Linked DNA regions of Danio rerio: region 2 is linked to region 1. The links are chromatin contacts, called in public Hi-C maps. All regions are on one chromosome and are shown on one strand. Each heading gives the region's core, a stretch centred on a gene start, on an enhancer-like site or on the middle of the called end of the contact. The rest is flanking DNA. Distances are from core to core; before and after follow the strand shown. Region 1 overlaps tbcd (tubulin folding cofactor D). Region 2 has its middle 12 kb from the start of atp5pd.

Evidence for each region. Hi-C and Micro-C count contacts between places; a contact is called where the count stands out from the background.
Region 2: a contact with region 1 is called in a Hi-C map of skeletal muscle, with 4 times the contacts expected there. The contact joins two enhancer-like sites. A contact is called at or near these places in 10 of 18 Hi-C or Micro-C datasets (caudal fin, embryo, fibroblasts and 3 more) and 2 of 4 datasets of contacts at active chromatin or transcription factors (caudal fin and embryo).

Annotation. Positions count from the first base shown.
Region 1 is chr3:49,405,448-49,408,615 of GRCz12tu, forward strand. The region is part of intron 32 of tbcd (tubulin folding cofactor D); the gene reads left to right. Among named protein-coding and RNA genes, the nearest start is that of znf750, 57 kb to the left of the region's middle. Within about 2 kb of position 1,569, at least 7 of the 62 cell types and tissues checked have an H3K27ac peak or open chromatin away from gene starts, as enhancers often do. A contact at or near this core is called in skeletal muscle, where this site is marked.
Region 2 is chr3:49,630,266-49,633,433 of GRCz12tu, forward strand. No RefSeq gene overlaps it. Among named protein-coding and RNA genes, the nearest start is that of atp5pd, 12 kb to the right of the region's middle. Within about 2 kb of position 1,461, at least 5 of the 62 cell types and tissues checked have an H3K27ac peak or open chromatin away from gene starts, as enhancers often do. A contact at or near this core is called in skeletal muscle, where this site is marked.

The sequences.
Region 1 (3,168 bases), core at 319-2,818:
CATGTGTTTGAATAAACTGAAAAGCTGCCACAAATGTGAGCCTCTGCCCATCCTGGCCTCAAAGTGCACAGGGTGTAAACGGCTCAGACGCGAAAACCACAGCTCCTCCAGCGGGCCCGGCATTCACTCAAAACAAATTTAGCTGGAAGTGAGCGAGCACTGTTGGCACCTTGTCCCTTCACGCTTGTGCTCATGCTTTTGGTGGTGACTGAGGGCCCCTGGAGGGATCTTCTGCTCATCAGCTTGATCTTTCCATTCCCTTTTGTCTTTTATCTGGAATGCTGATTTCTTCCTGTACTTTTTTTATTATTATTATTCCTTTTTTTGTTTGTTTGAGGTTCATTTTCTGATTATACACTACTGTTTAAAACTTTGTGGATGGTGAGTTTTTTTTTTTTTTTTTCTTTTTTCATATTTCTGAAAGTCTCTTACTATATGCTCACCAAGACTGCAGGTTTCTGATCAAAATATAGAAAGAGCAGTGAAATTCGTACATTTTATTACAATTTGAATCAAATTCTTCTTCACGTGACAGAGATGGCAGCACTGGTATTGTCTATCTATGGTTCACTTACTTACTCCCAGGGTCATTTTTGTATATCGAAGTTGATATTCAGCTGCACCATATTGGTGTTTTGTTACATCGTTTTTATGTAGTGAGCTGTTAGCCCAATGTTCAACCCCCAATCTGGAACACCGGGACATACACACATACACTACAGACTATGTAGCTTACCCTTTTCACCCATTCTGCATGTCTTTGGACTGTAGGGGAAACTGGAGCACCTGGAGGGACCCCACGCCAACAAGGGGGGAACATGTAAACACCTATCTAGGGTTTAAAATAAATAAATCAATTTAATAATGGATAAACACATTTACATATTTCATTTACTCATTCAGTTTCTTTTCGGCTTAGTCCCTTTATTAATCTGAGGTTGCCACAGCTGAATGAACTGCCTTCATATATATATCCAAAGAGTTTTTAAGTACATATTATTTCTATTTTCTTTTTTCATCTCTCAAACCATGAAAATATTTTAGTTGTGGCTTTAACTTTAACCAGTATATATATGTACACATATATATGTATATATATATATATATATATATATATATATATATATATATATATATATATATATATATATATATATATATATATATATATATATATATATATATATATAAATATATATATATATATATATATATATATAAATGTATATGTATATATATACATTATTATATATATATATATATATATATATATATATATATATATATATATATATATATATATACATTTATATATACATATACATATATATATATATATATATATATATATATATATATATATATATATATATATATATATATATATATATATATATAGGTTAAAGTTAAAGCCACAACTAAAATATTTTCATGGTTTCAGAGATGAAAAAAGAAAATAGAAATAATAAGTACTTAAAAACTCTTTGGATAACTATATATAAAAAAGTTTTCAAATGTATCACCTACTTAGCATTTTAGGCTCCATGCCTTTGCTCCAATGGCTGCTGGGACTTCACCCTTGACTTTAATTTAAAGCCATTTAGTTATTTATAGCCTCAACTGTTTGTTGATGAAGAAAAATAATAATGTCGGGGGTTTTAACGGGAGCTTTGAGCATAGTAAATGTCAACTCATCTGCCAGTTGGACCTATAAATGAGTCGGTGGAGCTTTCCTCCTCTCTCTCCTTTGACTGGAGCCACAGCAGAGGTTACGCTCTCACCTTCAGCCTAAAACCGTATGATTTCTCGGTGCCAAAACTGCTGGATAAATGAGCGGTTCTCACAGATTCGATGCTGAATGATGGAGCTTCTCTGTGAAGCTCAGCTCCCTCTGGGCCGCACAGCGCAGTTGAAACCGTACATAATCAGGCTTCATCTGACCCCTTACACACATTAATACACCACTATGAGAGAAGTTTGTGTTATGGATAGATGTTTTAGATGGGAGAGAAAGTGCTGCTTTCTCTGCTGATTACTTCCTTTTTTCATAGTGAAAATAGAGGAACTTGCTGTCTCATGCATTACGCCATACATACTGTTTATGATTGTTATGTCCAAATCTGGATTAAACCTTGTGTACTGTTCAAATGTACTACCCTTTTCTTATGTTTTTCCCCCTTTGACTTCCATCCTTATGACATTTTTGATTGCAAAGCCATGCCAGCATAATCATGCATTCTTCATTTTGGTGGTATTCCTGATTGGGAAGAGGTCAAATGTGTATTTTTAATGTTGATCATCAGTTGGCAGCATTAGGCCTGTATACAAAAAAAAAAAAAAAAAAAAAAAAGTTTTTGGCTTGTGTATGCAGTTTTATGGAGTAAAAAGGCAGATTATAGTTTGTGCAGAAATACACAGAAAACTGAGCTGCTTATTTTGAGTTTCTCTGACATATTAAGATAAATGTGCAAACAGCTACTCTGCAACTGATGATAAAAATAAAAAATAGCATTTTGTCCTTATTCCAACAGTGAAAACCAGCAACAATCAAGAATGCATGATTTTATGGTGTCATGGCTTTGAAAAAAAAAGTCATTATAATGAAAGTAAATAGGACAAAAACAGTTATGAACTAAACGAAAGGCAGGTAAATTTGTGTTTGTTTTTTCAAAGCATTTTCTCAAAATATGGTTAAAGTCTTAACATAGAGCAGATTTTTTCAGCACATGTCTAAACATAATAGTTTTAATAACTCATCTCTAATGGTTGATATATTTTATCAAAGACACTCATGATGACAGTACATAATATTTGACTGGATATTTTTCAAGAGACTTCTATACAGCTTAAAGTGACATTTATAGGCTTAACTATGTTAATTAGGTTAACTAGGCAGGTTTTTGTATAACGATGTTTTGTTCTGTAGACTATTGGAAAAAAATAGCTTAAAGGGGCTAATAATTTTGTCCTTAATTTTTTTTTTTTTTTTAATTAAAACTGCTTTTATTCTTGCTGAATTAAAACAATTAAGACTTTATGCTGAAGAAAGATAATGATCAGATATACAGTGAAAATTTCCTTGCTCTGTTAAACGTCATTTGGAAAATATTTAAAAAAGAAAGAAAAGTCAAAGGGGGACTAATAATTCTGACTTTATCTGTATGTGTC
Region 2 (3,168 bases), core at 211-2,710, 220 kb after region 1:
ACTTGCTTCTGACTGATCAGTCGTGACATTCCAAGGTATGTTATTCCGAGATAACAACCACTCAATAACACTGGCTCATCTAGAAACTTCTAATCACATTGACGTCAGATGATTCTGTATTTATACATATTGTTCTTTCTTCATGGTGCCATCTATGTTGTGAAGTGGACCAGTCCCTCCTGCAATAAACTTCATCCGAGAATTAGATAAGCCTGGTTTTCACACACTGGATCACAAATTGTAATTTGTAACAATTCTGTAAATACAATGCAAGTGGATCATAATCCAATGTAATATAATGATTTGTTTGTTAGAATTAAGTCAGGCACATATAAGCATTAATTTAATACATTTTATGTAATACATAAATAAACAACATAATGCACATATAAGGAAATTAAACTAGTAAATTGCAACTTTATATTGTTTAAATTAGAAATAGGCTATATGAAAACTTTACTACACTGTAAAAATCCTTTTTAAGATGAATCAGATTAATCATGAGTTTATTAAGCTAATATTATTTTAAACTGACTTAAAACAGCTTGCATAACATTACATTAATAACATAGCATTAATAAAATTAAAATAGAACATGATTACCTTAGTTCAGTAAGTTAAAATGACCTAAAACATATGCTGTCAGGACTAATTGATCAAATCATTTTTCACAGTGTAGCTAATGTTTGTATCTAATTTATTTATGTGCTGTGTCCATGTTTGGGTAGTTGTTACTGCAATTAATGACAAATATTTTAGCCAAAATTAGTAATCAATACCATGCTTTAAAATTAAATTCATTAGTATATTCTCCTCGCCTCTAGGTTACAGCAGGTAAGGTAATGCAGGTGTACCACACTATTAAACATAACATCAGCTATATCACTGCTGCAAAGCTGTAAAAGAGAAAGCCTGACTGCATCTGTTTACACAGATTTCAGTCAAATTATTTTAATGTCCAAGTGTTCATACTTTCCTGAAAACATATTTTCAGTTGCGATTTACCACCACTGGCATGCTATTGGGCCTGTGATCACTGTGGTCTTGGCCCCCAAGTGAAATGGCCCCTGCTGCAGTAAACATCCCTTATTTTTTGTCTCAAAAGTGGACACCCTGTTTACTAGGCTATTAGTAAAAATCACTGTACCAAATGTTCACTGCATCCAACAGCTTATTAGTGAGGTTGTTACATGAATGCTAGTCCACTAGCTTAGTAAATTCCTGCACTTGTCGCTGTTAAGCTTCAGGAAATTGCATCATAATTACATACTAACCCGGGATTACTTTACATGTTACATCCGAGAGGCTGTATTAGATTTGAGTTCTTACAAACGAATGTTTTGTCAGAGAATCGCGTTCCCTAATTCATATTTAAGGATTACCTCCAGGAGCTGGCATACAAAGAGTTTCATAGTAAGTTTCTTCAGTCACATCAATGTTTACATCATCGTCAGTTTTCTACACACAGATCCACTGCGCCCTCTAGTGTTTGATTGAGAAGATTCATTGAGAACTATGGTAAGCACCTACGTAGCCTACCAAACATTCATTCATTCATTTTCCTTCAGCTTAGTCCCTTATTTATCAGGGGTTGCCTTACCGTAATTATTGAATAAAGTGGGTAATAACTTGGAAATATTCCTAAGCCAACCCATATAACCTATGTAGTTATAGCCTATAACCTGGCAGTACACAGTATAATATATATCGGCTTGCATGGAAAAGAAGGTACTTTGAGGTGAAGCATCTTAAACCTTATCGCAGAAGAAAGTCTCTCACACACAGAAAGCATATTTCATGGCCTAAAGGACATGGGCTCTCAAATATCCGAGCATGACAATTGAAGGTTTATGGTGTGGCCTTGAGACTGCGGCCATGACTAAAGCCGAGCATCACATAAAAGACGCTCACTGTGCAGCTCCGGTTCCACTTCATCCTTTTATACAGTGGTGACCATGAATCAAAGATGTCCAAGCTATTTAGTGGACGCACGGAAACTAGACTTGAACACAAACAAGATTTGGATCACTGAGACTTAATTCACTCTTTTCTGCTCATCTGGTCAGGCTTCTGCTGGGAAAATAAATAAATCAATAATTCATATACTGGTGGGTCATTCCTAGGCCCACGCAGAATCTGAGCGCGCAGAATTCCGCAGATTTTTAGCCCATCATTAATTCTGTTTATTTACTTGAAGTGTGTAAATCTTCATTTATTCATTTTTTTAAATTAATTAATATTACTAACATGAAAATCTGATTTATGTACAATGCAGTAAGTAAAATTTTCTGTCTTTTAGTAGTTAGGCCTATCTTATATCTTATTGGATTTGCATTGTAAACATTAAAAAAAAGTATTTTTTATTTTTACATATTAATGTTTTAGTGATACTCCCAAAATAATTTCTCAGATTTTTAGTCCATCATCAATTCTGTTTCAAGAGTTCACACTTAGCTGATGATTGATTATAAGCAAGTTTGGCATGCTGTCCCGGGAGAGAGCCATGAGCTCGAAGGTTCTTGAGCCCTGGGCTCCCTCCCGTTTGGAGGAAGATAGGGGAGCCTTGATAAGAGCTGATGACTAAAAATTGAATGCTATGAAAAGATATGCTGCTTTATGAGATTACCTGTATTGCAAAATTTAGATTTATCAATTTACTTGTTGTGCATGTTTTTGGAATGTGGGAGGAAATCGGAGGACCCGGGGAAAACCCACGCAAGCACGGAAAGAGGATGCAAATTACACACAGAAATGACCACCGGCCTGTTAAAGGAATAGAACCGGTGACGTTCTTGCTGTGAGGCGACAGGGCAGCACGGTGGCCCAGTGACTAGCACTATGGAGGGAAAGGTGAAAAGGTAGGGGTGTAAGGGGGGATTCTTCAAATCGAAGATGACTAGTGAAAAAACCCTGGGTCTTTATAGTGGGTTAGGAATGGCCTGATTGGTGAATCATGCATGCTAATGCAGAACCAGCCGTGTTCAATCATAATCACGTGCTCCTCTCGAAATTAGTTTATGAATAAACTTCATTTAATTACTCGAGTAACTGTGTAAATCTATATTTATTCAGTTTTTAAATTAATTACAGTAATAATATTGACTAATACGAAAATGTTCAATTGATTTATGTGCAATGCAGTTTGTACAGTAATATGTTCTTGCTTCG